Linked DNA regions of Urocitellus parryii: region 2 is linked to region 1. Evidence: chromatin contacts called from public Hi-C data. All regions are on one chromosome and are shown on one strand. Each heading gives the region's core, a stretch centred on a gene start, on an enhancer-like site or on the middle of the called end of the contact. The rest is flanking DNA. Distances are from core to core; before and after follow the strand shown. Region 1 holds the start of Fbxl12 (F-box and leucine rich repeat protein 12). Region 2 holds the start of LOC113190495.

Region 1 (6,977 bases), core at 1,786-4,285:
AACTCACAATCCTCCTGCCTCAGTGATTACAGGTGTCCAACACTGCCCGGGCATTACTGTTTTTAAAGATGAGATCTTGCTATGTTGCCCAGGCTGATCTCAAACTTGTGGACTCAAGTAATCCTCTAACCTCAGCCTCTTGAGTAGCTGATTCCACAGGTGTGCTTGAACAAGCCTGGCTTCACTTTGCAAGCTTTCTGATTTTGAAATGTTGGAATAAGAACTGAATATGGTACAGTCTAAATGATCTTACTCCTCAGAAAGTGCACTTCCAGGTTTCAGTGTAACTTCACCTGGACAAAAGAAGACAATCACTGGGCGCAGTGGCGCATGCTTGTAATCCCAGCAGCTTGGAAGGCTGAGGCAGGTGGATCACAAGTTCAAAGCCAGCCCCAGCAACTTAGTGAGGCTCTAAGCAACTTAGTGAGACTCTGTCTCTAAATAAAAATTTTAAAAGGGCTGGATGTTGCTCAATGGGTTCAATCCCTGGTGGGGAAAAAAGAAGACGAAAATCACAAGGCAATTCTTGTTAACCAAAGTGTCTTCCCCCGAGGAGAGGGGCCGCACCTGGAGATGCGGATCAGGTCCCGGACCGGGAGGTAAGAGAAGATTTCCAGAATGAGGACAATACCTGGAGTAGAAATGCAGAGGTTAGGACCCCATTAACCATTTTAATAAGAACCCCAAGTGATTCATATACACAGTAAAGTTTGAGAAACTGATTTTAACTATTTAGATTATTGGAAATAATCTAAACATCTATTAACAGGAAAATGGATACATAAGTTAAAAGGAATGCACTTGATTTCTATGTGCTAATAAAACAGCATTATTTAAATAGAAAATTGTTCAGAAATTCATTCACTATACTGTATACTACTTATGAACACACGTATGAAATGATGTGAAAGTAAGGTTAAAAATCTTCTTTATATTACTGGCTACTTATGAAAAGGATAAGACAACAAGTAGACCTATAAATGTTTTGCTGTGTACACATATATTGTGTGTTTACATATACACACAGGTGTCTGTCACATGTATGATGTGCAGTAAATAAAACAAAGTTTAGGTTAGATCTGCCCCACAGTGGCACACATCTGCAATCCCCACTACTTGGGAGTCTGACGAATAGAATTGAAAGTCCCAGGGTAGCATAGGTAACTTGGTGAGATCCGTTCTCAAAAATAAAAAGTTAAAAAGACAACGGAAATCGGCAGCACAGGCCTTTAATCCCAGCGACTGGAGGCTGAAGCAAAAGGATCACAAATTCCAAGCCAGCCTCAGCAACTTATCCAGAACCTATGTCAAAACAAAACATAAGAAGAGCCGGGAGAGTAACTCAGTGATAGAGGGGTCCTGGGTTCAATTCTCAGTCGGACCAAGGGGGAAAAGAAAAAACAATGAGAGAAGAAAAGAAACAGGGTGGCGGATACAGCTTAGTGCTAGAGTGGTCACCTAACACAAGCAAGCCCTGGGTTCCGTCCCCAGTATAGCCAAAAAAAAAAAAAAAAAGTTAAATCTAGGTGGTAAAGACATGGTTGTAATATCACCCTCCATACACTTCTGGATAGTTGAAATATTTCATAATAAACACAAAGAAAATAAAATGCAAATGAGAGAAAGTGGAAATGGTTTGGTCGCACTACTCAGGAATTTTATTCAGAAAATCAGTTGACTCGGGAAAATAATTTCGCTACAAAAAACTGGTATCAGCGTCTGACAATGTCATCACAGACCAGCATTTCCTAGGTGCCGAGTAGGGCCAGGCGCTGCTGCAAGCCCCTTCTCCGCACCGCGGCCCCACGACCGAGCTTTTCTTTAGGGGCTGGGACTGACCACGGGCCTCGCGTGGACTCAGCGCGCGCGCCGGTCCCACAGGGATCTAGGACGGGGACACTGAGGCCCTGAGACGGGCCCACACTGCCTGACTGGAAATCCAGGCCTGCGCTGACCAAGGGCCAGTTCTTGCAGTTCCTGACACACCGTCCCAGGGTAGGGAGGCTGGTCCTCGGGTCCAACCAATTCAGACGAAGCCCTGGCCCGCACAACCGACCCCGCGTACCGTGTAGAGCGTCAAGTCCACATGTCGCCACAGCCACCGGTCGTCCACCAGCCTCTTCCAGCGGTGACAGACCCTGGGGGAGGGGACCCGCCGTTAGAACGACCCCGGCCCCGCTGGGGCCGGAGCCGCATCTCCGGGTGCGCCCCCTTCCCGGCTCTTTCCCCCGAGGAGAGGGGCCGCACCTGGAGATGCGGATCCGGTCCCGGACCGGGAGGTAAGAGAAGATTTCCAGCAGCACCGAATCCGGCAGGTCAGTAAGAGTCACCATGATCCCGCCGCCACGTACTTCCGCTTCCGGTCAAAGCGAAGTCGGGATTCCCTCGGGAATGCCTAGGCGGCGGGAGGGGCGGCAGCCGGACTTCCAGCACCCGGCGGGACCTCCCGCTTTCCTCTCGCAGGAATGTGGTCAGGTTCCGGGACGGGACCACCTCGAGACCAGACCTGCTGGGGGCCCGGCTACAGACTAAGACCCAGCCTGGGCGGCGTCGCAGGGGCTGGGTGAGGCCCAGGGGCGGGGCTGGGACGAGGACCAAGCCCGGAAGGCGTGGTTTGGGCGGGAACCAATCGGGGGCGTGGCCAGGACGGAGGCTGGGCTGGGAATGAAGATGGAGAGTGGGCGGAGAGTGGGCCAAAGAGCGTGTCCCCAGGCGTGGACCTAGCCCAGAAAGCCTGGTTCGGAAGGGGACAGGGACCAAGCTTGGGGCTAGGAATGTAGCCCAGCAAGCGCAAGTCCCTGGGTTCAGTCCCCAGCCCAGCAAGAAAAGGGAAAAAGATCCCACGAAGAAGCCTGGAAGACGGCACCGGGTTGGGACGGGCCCAGGCCCAAGGGTGGGACCGGGAACGAAGCTCAAGCCAGAAGGTGTGGCTGGTGGGCGGGAACAAGGACCAGGACCCAGACTGGAAGGCGGGGCAGGAATCGGGCGAGGCGAGGGGGTGTGGCCACAAGCGGAGTACCTGGCGGAGGTGTCTGCGCTTCTTCACTTAATGCAGCCTGAAGCCTGAGGCGGTGGTCCGCGCCGATGATCCCAGGGACCTGGACGGCTGAGGCAGGGGAATTGGAAGTTCAAGGCCACCCTGGGCAACGTAGGAGACCGTGTCTAAAAAAAAAAAAGTCGGGAGATAAAGTTCAGTAGCAGCACGCCCGCCTGGCACACGCGAGGCTTTAGGTTGGATTCCCAATATTGGAATGTCCTGAGCACTGAACTCAAAGGGAAATGAGACAAGATTTCGCTAGCCTTGTTATGATAAGATTAAGAATGTGCGAAGTTAGATAAAGAGTGTGTGAATTTAGGGCTAGGGAAGTGGCTCAAGCGGTACCGCGCTCGCCTGGCATGCGGGCGCGGCGCTGGGTTTGATCCTCAGCACCCCATAAAAATAAAATAAAGATGTTGTGTCCACCGAAAACTAAAAAATAAATATTGAAAAAAATTCTCTCTCTCTCTCTCTCTCTCTCTCTCTCTCTCTCTCTCTCAAAAAAAAAAAAAAAAAGAGTTTGTGAATTCAGATAAGGGAGATTGTAGGTAAGTGAAGACCTTGAGACCCTGTGTAGGCATTGGGTCCCACTTCCTCGTTCTCCTGTAAATGTTGGTGAAGATGCTCCTTGGCTCAAATCAGTAATACAGCTTTGATGTTGTGGCTGTGGACTTCATGCAGAAGGAGTGGAGTTTCCTGGATTTAATTCAGAGAAACCTGTACATGATGTTATGTATAGTGATGTGATGCTGGAGAACTACCAGAACCTAGGATTGCCATCATTCCTGTAGCCTCTCAGGGACTTACTGTGTTGCAAGTTTAGTGATGTTAACTCTGAATACAGTGGGAAATAATATAGTCCCTGCCCTAAAGAGATTGTCACTTACTGTGGTGGTTCTCAAAATGTCCAAGATCAATAACAGGGTTGTCATTATGTTAGAAATGGACCTTTTCAGCCAGGCACAAGGTGTGCACTACTATAATCCCAGCAATTCAAGAGGCTGAGACAGGGAGACACAAGTTCAGAGCCATACTGGGCAACTTAGTGAGACCTTGTCTCAAAAACAAAACTAAAAAGGATTGGGGATTTAGCCCAGTGGTAGAGGGCCCCTGGGTTTGATCCCCAGTACTAGAAAAATAAAATCAAATTAAAAACTGGAGTGACTAGGGGTGTAGCTGAGTGCTTAGTATGGGCAAGGCCCTGAGTTCAATTCCCAGTAACTCAAATAAAAATAATAATAAAAACAAAAGCAGTGTGTATAGTTTGATATACACACATGGATTCACATTCTTTCAATAAAATGCAAACTATTATGTCTTTTACTTTATACATAAAGGCCTATAAGGGGGCTTGGCTGCTCCTGTGACTCAGGGGTACAGCACTTGTCTAGCCCTTGCAAAACCTTGGGTTTAATCCCCACTGTGACCAAAAAAAGAAAAAAGAAAAGCCCTGTGTGGAAAACAAGTTGTTTATCAAACCTCCGACATAATCTGAAATGTTGTACAGTGCTTGAAAATACAAAGTCTATTTCTTATTGAAATGTATTATGGTGTCTGAAAGATTTATCATTTTCTTAGGAGGCTCCTGAAAACACATTTGAGGATGCAGAGACTGTTTTTAGGAAACAAAATTTTAATGGCATTTGCTGTGGGAGGGTTAGGGGACCATGTGCTGCTGTATTGCCTTTTATGCTGCTCACATTTTCTACCTTGTGCAAGTAATACCTTAAAAAAAAAAAGTTCCAAATGTGTATTTTTTAAAAAAAAATTGTAGATGGACAGCATGTCTTTATTTTGTTTATTTTTATGTGGTGCTGAGGATCGAACCCAGTGCCTCTCGAATGCTAGGCAAGCGCTCTGCCTCTGAGCTACAGCCCCAGCCCACAAATGTGTATTTATACTACAAACCCCTTTGATATTTTTCTTCAAACAAGAGTGCAGATAAAATGCTTCATGTTTTGGCAATCATTCTTGTGATTGTGGAGGGAAAGACCAAAAGAAATGCACAAAGAAAACCTCAGATATCCCTGAGTTGCTGCTTCAGGTGCTCCCTATTTCCAGAATTTTTGTTATGAGAAAAATAATCAGCTTAAGCAACTGTAAGCTTTCTGTTAGTTGAAGCCAAAAGCATTGCTAACTAAAAAGTTTGAGGCTCTGGACCTGGAACACTGAAAATTACAACTCCTTTGCTTAGCTTATTGGTTAAGAAAAAGTAATAAAAGTACAAAATAGCTGAACTTTTCTGCTGAGTGCTCGTTCTGTTTGAGTGTTTTTACCAGTATCAGCTCACTTTATTTCCATAACCATGGTGGTTGATACTACCAGGTGGAAGCTGAAGCTTAGAGGTCGAATCACTTGCTAGAACTGCAGGGTCAGAACCTTCTGGTGCTGAGCCTCTGCCATTATCACAGTACTCCGTGGTGGTAATTACCCAGCACTGCTTTAGAATTTTTTTTTTTTTTATTTTTAGTATTTATTTTTTAGTTTTCAGCGGACACAACATCTTTGTTTGTATGTGGTGCTGAGGATCGAACCCAGGCCGCATGCATGCGAGGCGAGCGCGCTACCACTTAAGCCACATTCCCAGCCGCCCAGCACTGCTTAAAAAAAAAAAAAAAAAAAAAAGCCAGGCACAGTGGCACTTGCCAATAATACCAGCGGCAGAGAAAAGAAAGGATCTCAAGTTCAAAGCCAGCTTCAGCAAAAGCGAGGCGATAAGCAACTCAGAGAGATCCTGTCTTTAAATAAAATACAAAATAGGGCTACAAATGTGGCTCAATGGCTGAGTGTCCCTGAATTCAATCCCCAGTATCCCCCCCCCCAAAAAAAGCAAAGAATAAAAAATCCTAACTATGGCATTGGTTTTGTTCACTGCTGTATCATTAAGACTTGCAGAGATACTCAGATGTTTGGGAAAGGGATCTTCTTCATCCCTAAGACTATTTTACTTCTGGTGAATTGTGGGTGGGGCATTGCCTTTTTGTTTGGCAGAACCCAAGCAACTATGCCCCTGGCTCAGGTATAGGGGGCCCTAAAAACCATCTACTGGACCATCTACCACCCCCATCTACTGGGGGTGAAGGGGAGGAAGGTAGGTCAGGTAAAGAAACACATGTATAACTTCCTTCTGGATCAGAAACGAGGAAACAAGGGTATCAGGGGCCTGCCCAACTTGCTCCCTGGGTCATGAGCCAGTCTCCACCTTCTGAGAAATATCCAACTCCCCCAGAAGGAGTAGCTCTGACAGACAGCATGATGGGGTTGCCTCAAAGGGCAGTTGCAGCCAGGTCCCTGCACAGGCAGTGCAGAATTAGCATTACCAAGATTTGGGGAGGAGTCACACTAGGTGACATACTGTCTCTTGGGGTGCCTGTCATACCACTTGGGTCCAGGGAAGGAGTTCTGCAGTTGTGGCAGTCTCATTCAGGGACTTCCCATTGCCCACACCCACTCCCCAGGATGGCCTAGTCCCTCAGTAGACCCTCACCTGTCTCCATGGAGCCTAAGCCCTCATCAATCCCAGGCTTGATGTTCGTCTTCTCATCGCAGCAGTCCCCACTTCCTATTGCCCCAGCCCACAGCTCAGCATGACAACAGCTTCAGTGAGCTGTATTTTTTTTTTGTGTGTGTGGTGTTGAGGATTGAATCCAGGGCCTCATGTCTGATAGGCAAGCACTTTACCACTGACGCTATGTCCCAAACCCCTTGAGCGATCTTCAAAATAAACACATAGAAAAATTTACTCTTATAAAATAAAATGTGTTCATGTTAAAAATCTGTAAAACACCAAAAAGTATTAAAAAGAAAATCAGACTCTCAGCAATTCCACCATCTAGTGGTAAGGACTGTCAAGGAACTGGGTAACCCAGTATTTCTATGTGAACGCAAAGACATGTTGCTTTCAAACTTCTCCAGATGTATCAATCCCCTTACCTTACCC
Region 2 (7,385 bases), core at 4,419-6,918, 150 kb before region 1:
TTTATTTAAAAAGAAAAAAATATATAAAATGAAAAGAGAGAGAAAAAAAAAGAGTAGAAGGACTGATTGTCTTAAGGTCTGACTATCCCAGAGGGACAACTGAACCAAAGCACTAGGTTCTGTGACCACCCTCTTTCTTCCTCTTATCAACAACAGACAGAAACCAAGAACCACCATTTCAGACAGCTCAAAGACTTAGAACAAAAAAGTTATAAAAGCCTTGCACTTTAGGCAGCACCAGTCAAAAAAAAAGAAAGGAAGGAAAAATAGAGGGAAAACATTTAATACTGAGTAAATGCCAAATGCCAGGACTAACCAATGGAAGATTACTTAGTGATTTAAGGAGAAAAAACACAAGATGGGGATGGGGGGGGGGTAATTAAACATTTAAGTTTAACATTTGCTAACGTGCACCAATTAAAATAATTATATGGATTACTAAATCTAGAGGTCAATTTATGGTTATACCTGGGGTTCCCACTAACTTTAAGTATTATACCCTTTAAAACTAGAGTAAATATGGAGGAAAAATTAGGCATCCCTAACTTTATTTTTTTTAAAGATAATTTTTCTTTAAAGAGAGAGAGGGGAGAGAGGGGGAGAGAGGGGGAGAGGGAGAGAGGGAGAGGGAGAGAGGGAGAGAGGGAGAGAGGGAGAGAGGGAGAGAGGGAGAGAGGGAGAGAGAGAGAGAGAGAGAGAGAGAATTTTTAATATTTATTTTTTAGTTTTTGGCGGACACAACATCTTTGTATGTGGTGCTGAGTCTCAGCACCACATATAAATAAATAAAATAAAGGTCCATTTACAACTAAAGTAAATATACATTTTAAAAGATTAAAAAATAAGTAAATACAGATATTGTGTCCATCTTAAAAAAATAGGGCTTCAATGATTAAAATTTGCATAATACACAGTTTGTGAAAGGGTGATTACCTCCGTTACTCTTCCATTCAATACAATTGTTTCTTCTTCTTAATCTGAAATAAAGACTGTTAGTTCTTCCTAGGGTTCTAATGCAAGAAATTGCCCCTCTCAGCTTCATGGTATTGCCATCAAAACAAATGACTGGCCACTAACTGGTATCTCCTGGAAATAAAGACTCTAATATATCCTGAGCCTGTGACCCTATAATACCCACCCCTGTCACAGAAACAGGACAGAGCTTCATACTGCTATTTAGGCCTCCTTAAGACAGGGTAGAACCAAAATTAAATCTTCTGGTATACTCTACCTATAGGAGAGGAGGGTTTCCTCTGACTTCAGTCCCTTGCCTGAGGCAAGGGTGCTAGAGGAGGTGACTCCTCCTCCAGACTCACTGATAATCTGAAAAGCCCCTTGGGATCAACTGAGTGAAAAGTAACTGGAATTCAGAGACTTCATTACAAAAGGGCACTACTAGCTAGGTGCAGTGGCACATGCCCGTTAGCCCAACAACTCAGGAGGCAGAAGCAGGAGGACCACAAATTCAAGTTCAGTCTGAGCAACTTAATGAGACCCTCAGTAACTCAGCAACAAGCTCTCTCAAAATAAAAAAGGGCTAGGGATGTAGCTCAGTGGTAAAGAGCCCATGGGTTCAATCCCTGGGGGTAGGATGGGGGAAAGGAACTACTGACAATCATATATGCATTTTAAAGAAGAGTTGCTGCTTTCCATTCCTCAGCCAGGATGGTCCTAATTAAAGTCTAGACCCAAGAAGCAACACAGCTGGGCAAATGCCAGGCAGTCATCTTGGCTCTGGATACCCTGGATACCCTTGATCATCAAAACCCCATCTTTTTTTAAGAGACCCAAGGGATAATGCCCAAGGAACTTAACAAAAAGGCAGAGACCCACGGATCTCATCATCTCTCACTCCCCTCTGGCTGACTAAGCACCATGGTCATGGCATCTACAAACTTCCCAAAAGTCCTTCAGGGAACACCTCTCTCACAATAATTAAGATGCTTCTATTATATTAGGTGTTTACTGTGCTGCCTCCCTTGTGTCTCAACTAACTAACACAAAGAACCCAACTCTCCCAGTAAAGACAGGGCTATAACTGTGACCATTCTCCAGAGATACCACAAGACCAAATAAGAGGAATGTGTAAGGGGTAAATGAATGGACATCACAAAAGGAAGGAAACTTTACCTTCTGGATATAACTGCTGCATGGTAGTCAGCAGTGTCCAAGTGCTATGCCCATGCCTTGAGCCCAAAACACATTCCCTAGATGACCATCAACCCCTGACCCAGTTACCAATATCCTACTGACCTCCTACTATGGAGCCCATGTGCTCAAAGGTATCCCACTAGCAGAGGTACTCTCTGCAAATATGCTAACATAGTTGATGGCTTGTTTCCCAACTCCGGATGCATGCTGCATGTTGACCCAATTTATTTTGTACACCAGACACAAAAAGCTTGTACCCCAGTAGTATTCCCCTTGGCCCTCCATAGACAGACACATGTTGGGCCTGGCACTACCAGATAGGTGGCATCCAAACTCCCACTGCCTACCAAACTCATTTGAAGGGTTCCCTGTGATATGTATCACAGCCCTCCAAAAGAAAACACTCTCTGTGGGAAGCCACTATGAATGACCCTTCCAGTCCTGAAGCAAAAGGCTCTGACCAATCACTACATTTCATGGTGACTTGGGCGTTGTCCCAGATCAGGAAGTAAAAGACAAGTCCTTCAGATGTAGGTGTCACCCCCTGAGGTTAAGTTACACTCAACTGACCCTTGTAACCCAGCCCCTTCTGGCCTTTTTTTGGATAGAACTTTCTAAAGAACAAGAGTCCCTGCAATAAAAGCCCACTTCCAAAAGTGCTCACTCTCTCACCAGCCTCTAGTGACTTACTGTTGCTCTCCCTTTTGGGGAGCCTGAGGCGGAGAGTGGAGAAGTCGTCCTGAAGCTTGTTTTAAGGTAAAGTGTGTCTGTTTTATTTGGTGTCCCTGAAAATTCACACGAGCGACTTTAAGTTCAGCTGCCCACACATGTCAAGGAGAACAACTATGCAGCCAGGGGCAGAGGTATGCACCTGTAATCTCAGCTACTCAATACGCTGAGCAAGAAACTTGTGAGTTCAAGGGAGAAGTGTCCCAATTCCCTAATATACAAAAACGCCAATAGCAGCTAGCATTGTTTTAATCTTGCTTAATCTATGTAATAACCATCTCTGGACATAAGTAACCCAGCAATAGGTTACAACTATACTATGGCTGACATGCCTTCATATGACCTCAGTGATCTCTACCTACTGGCATAGAGAATATAGGCCTTTCCTGAGGAGTCACGTAATAAGAACCACAGGTAGCCTCTAGAAGCTAAGATCACCCTCCAGATGACAGCATCCACTATGTCCTGTAGTTCTAAGAAAATGAATTTTGCCTATTAGTGAGAATGCAAATATTCTTCCCTGATTAAGCTTTCCCAATTAAGCTAACTGTAACCCAACCAATGACTTGATAGCAGCTAGGTGAAATCTTGAACAGAGGATCTGATCTACCTACACCATGCCTGGATTCCTGACCCAAAGATATTACACATTATTCTTCAATTGTCAGGCAGCAATAGAGAACAAATACATGTGTGTTATCTAAGGAGGTTTAAATCCCTGTCTTGGAGAAAGACAGACATTCTTTTGTTGCCTAGCTTCTTTTCACTCAAAACTTTGCAAAATTCACCCACATTTTTGCATCTACCTTCGGTTTGTTCTTTCTATTTGTGGAACAGTCTTCCATAGTATAAGAATACTACAATTTACCCATTATTCTGCTGGCCTTTTTCCACTTAGGGCTGTTTCATATAATACAGGAATAAAAAGCCACTATTTTTATCTTGATATGCATGCACATGCATCCCTGTGTGACAGAGCATGCGTACATACAAAGTTAGCAAATAGTCCTAACAGTTTTTGAAAGTCCTTTGCCAATAAACATGCATACCCTCACCAACTTATCTTCAGAATCCTCATTAATTATTTAACTATGTCCACTTAGCTCACTGGGACCCCTTTGTGGCCAAATGAAATCATGGTTATTAGAGGGTGGAGGGGACATTAAGGAGGTATTGGAAGTGAAATGAACCAAATTATGTCACATTCATATATGAAATACACCACAATGGAACCCATTATTCTGTATAATTATTATGCACCAATAAAAATTTTTCTAAAGAAAACAAAACATGGATATTGCAAAGTCATAAAACTCCTTCAGTGCTTACTGGCAACCAACACTGGCAGGGGAGTTTTCTGGTCACTTACCTATGGAGTGTGAATGTCTCTAAGGAGTCACATTAAGAGTGATTAACTCTAGACATTCATTCAGGAAAATGAAGGACAAGTTTGGATAGGAGTAAGAACACCAAGGTTGACTAAAAAACACTCAAGAGACTTTTGACTGATTATAGACACAGACTTTCCAAATATAAATAATTAACAAGTGAATTTTCATAGTGAACTTTTTTCTCAATGGTATCACCGATGCGAATTCCTTGAATTAATTTCCTACTTAGAAAAAAGTCATGTTTTATTTCATCTCAAATTACACCATTTCAATAGGTACCAGTTTTCTTGTCAGTTATATACTGAGTTGTATATTAATTTTCCCAAATGTAGAAAATGACTTTGGTGCCAAAACTGAAGTTAAGTCCTTGTCAATTCTCTTTTCTCTCTCTCTAGAGACTTAATCAGTTAATCCATTGTCTCCTGCTTCCTATTTTCTGGAAGAAAGCAAATAAGTTCAAATATAATAGTACTTTAGTGCAATAAAACCTCGAACTTCCTACAGATCCGTTTTGAAGCCCCGTGGGGAAGCCCAGAGCAGAAAGTCCAAATGAAGAGAATGGGCTACAGATCCTTTCCGTCCCTTGGCAGAATGGTTTGTGGTCCGCTACCTATAAAACAGGTGCACCATAGACGTCTTTAAAAGAAGCTTTATCTTCCTACCTAAATGTGTCAAAAATATACTCCACACAAAGACAAAGCCCAATTGAAAGACAAAAGAAGTCCTGTGGAGCCAACTTACACCAAGCACTCACCGGAACGCGCCCGGATCGCCAGGTCCGCGCGGAAGGGGGACGTTATGCTGCCCTCCACAGCGGAAGTTCTTTTCCTTCTGGAAAAAAAAAAATTCAAAAGATTACTTTAAAGGCTTTTGAGGAAAAGCGCACAGTGTTCGAAACGAAGACGCGCCCTTCAGAATTATGTCGAAACGGCCCCTGAGGGGGCCCTCCGAACGACGGCCACCGGCCTGAAAGACCCGGCCGAAACCGGAGGACCCGCGACCCGGGCGGACGCGATCGGGAAGGGCCGGCCCTCTCTGAGAGGCTCCCCGGCGGCCCGGGCTAAACTCGAACATTCCCTGGACCCTTCCAGCGGCTGACTGTCCCCTTACTCCACCTCGCCAAGGCCCCGTTAGGTGCACCACCACCAAGGAGAAAAGAACTTGGCCGCGCAGAGCTAGACCGGAAAAGACAGAGAGACATCTCACATCACTTCCGCTTCCAAGTTCTGGCCCGGAAGTCCCCGAGTTCGGCGTCGAACCAGAGCCACGTAGGACCCTCTGCGGCAGAGAAACGTAGAAATTCTAGCTTCCTCCCATGGGGGCGGAGAGCCCTTAAGGTCAATTCTGAGCCTAACGCTGGGGACCAGAACTGGCCGAGGCCGCAGCTGGTGGTTAGAATCAGGGCTCTGGGCGGGGTGCATTCCCAGGGCGGAGTTGGAGGTTGGACCTGCCAGACGCACGGAAAGAGGAGGAGGGAACGGTGGGAGGGGGGGCCCAACCACACGCCGCTCACAAAAGCTGCCTCCCTCCACGTAGTTAGAACTTCCTTTGTGTTTCTACGCCTGCCAATCAGCGAGATGGTCGGTCTCCTCCACGCAATTAATCCAGTCCTTCAGCCTTTATTTCTTTTTATTATCTGAACACCATGCTAAACTCTAATAGTTGATTGCTTGGAGTTTACAGCGTACTGACACTTTTTGTAAAGCTTGAAATTTTTCTTCTTCAAATATGCATTACTGTTTCCACTTGACGGATTTTTTTACTTTAAATTCAGGGCCTTCCGCACTGCGTTTTGTAAAACAGCGCTGATAAACACTCAGAAGTGATTCTAAAAGGTTTTCTGATCATCAGTTTTGCTGTGATTTTCAGTGAGCGGCTTTTGTGGAATAAAGAGTTGTTTAGAACCCTAATTTACAAATATTTTACAAAGATTTGTTCGTGCCTATTAGATATGGAAAATGTCAAACCCCCAAATAGTGTGGTCTCGGAAAAAGGAGTGAAAAAGAAAGCCATACATTAATAATATTGATCCTTACCCAATCGTTCTTTCTTGGTGACAAAACAAGCCCTGGGGAGAAGTTCTCCATCAAACCTAGACTGACAGTCTCTGGAAAAAGACTTAAGCATTTATTTCTTCCAAAATAAATCCTTTCCAGATGCTGGCCACTGACCCCAGACCCTTCATTGCCCAATAAAAACAAAATCTCAAATTCCTGAGTGAGGAGTCTATACTTCTATTTATTTCATCCCCCGATATAAATAGAAGTATAGACTCCTGCTTCTGCTGGCTGCCCATTTTCCACCAGGAAAAGGGTCACTCCATTCCTGGAAGAAAAAAAAAAAAAAACTGTGCCGATCCGTAAAGTTTGCGTCCTGTCCTGTTCTTTTGGGCTAACAGTGCCCGTTATCAAATGTGTTTTGTGAACACTAGATTGCTAATTACCTCACCATAACATTTTTATTTTTTGCCATATACAATATTTACCTTTTATGTAGTCAAAGGTGTTTGTTTTGTAAAGGAACTTGTGAGTTTCTTGCCTTGCATTAAAAAGTATTCTTAAAAATCTATATTACATATGGATTTCCTAATTTTCCTTTGGAATGTTTTTGTTGTTGTTGTTGTTATTGTTTTCTGCCAGTAATTGAATCTAGAGGTTCTTAACCACTGAGCCACATCCCTGCCCTATTTTGTATTTTATTTAGAGACAGGGTTTCACTGAGTTGCTTAGCACCTCACTTTTGCTGAGGAGGCTGGCTTTGAACTCACAATCCTCCTGCCTCAGCCTCCGATGCCATGCCATTGGGATCACAAATGTGCACCACGCAGCCCCCCCCCTAAATTAAATTCTTTTTTTTTTTTTTTTGTACCAGGGATTGAACTCAGAGGCCCTTAACCACTGAGCCACATCCCCAGTTCTATTTATTTATTTATTTATTTAAATTTTATTTTATTTTTATTTATTTTTTTTAAAGAGAGAGAGAGAGAGAGAGAGAGAGAGAGAGAGAGAGAGAGGAGGGAGAGAAATAAATTCCAATATTTATTTTTTAGTTTTCGGCGGACACAACATCTTTGTATGTGGTGCTAAGGATCGAACCCAGGCCGCACGCATGCCA

What was found. Hi-C and Micro-C count contacts between places; a contact is called where the count stands out from the background.
Region 2: a contact with region 1 is called in a Hi-C map of liver, with 6 times the contacts expected there. The contact joins the promoter of LOC113190495 here to the promoter of Fbxl12 in region 1. A contact is called at or near these places in 2 of 2 Hi-C or Micro-C datasets (liver and muscle).

Annotation. Positions count from the first base shown.
Region 1 is chr3:211,786,829-211,793,805 of mUroPar1.hap1, reverse strand. Fbxl12 (F-box and leucine rich repeat protein 12) reads right to left here and starts at 3,035. Exons shown (of 4, transcript XM_026399686.2): 1 at 3,020-3,035; 2 at 2,248-2,506; 3 at 2,066-2,138. The coding sequence starts at 2,333.
Region 2 is chr3:211,936,812-211,944,196 of mUroPar1.hap1, reverse strand. It overlaps LOC113190495, which reads right to left and starts at 5,668. Exons shown (of 15, transcript XM_077796393.1): 1 at 5,478-5,668; 2 at 5,026-5,102. It also overlaps the pseudogene LOC113190503.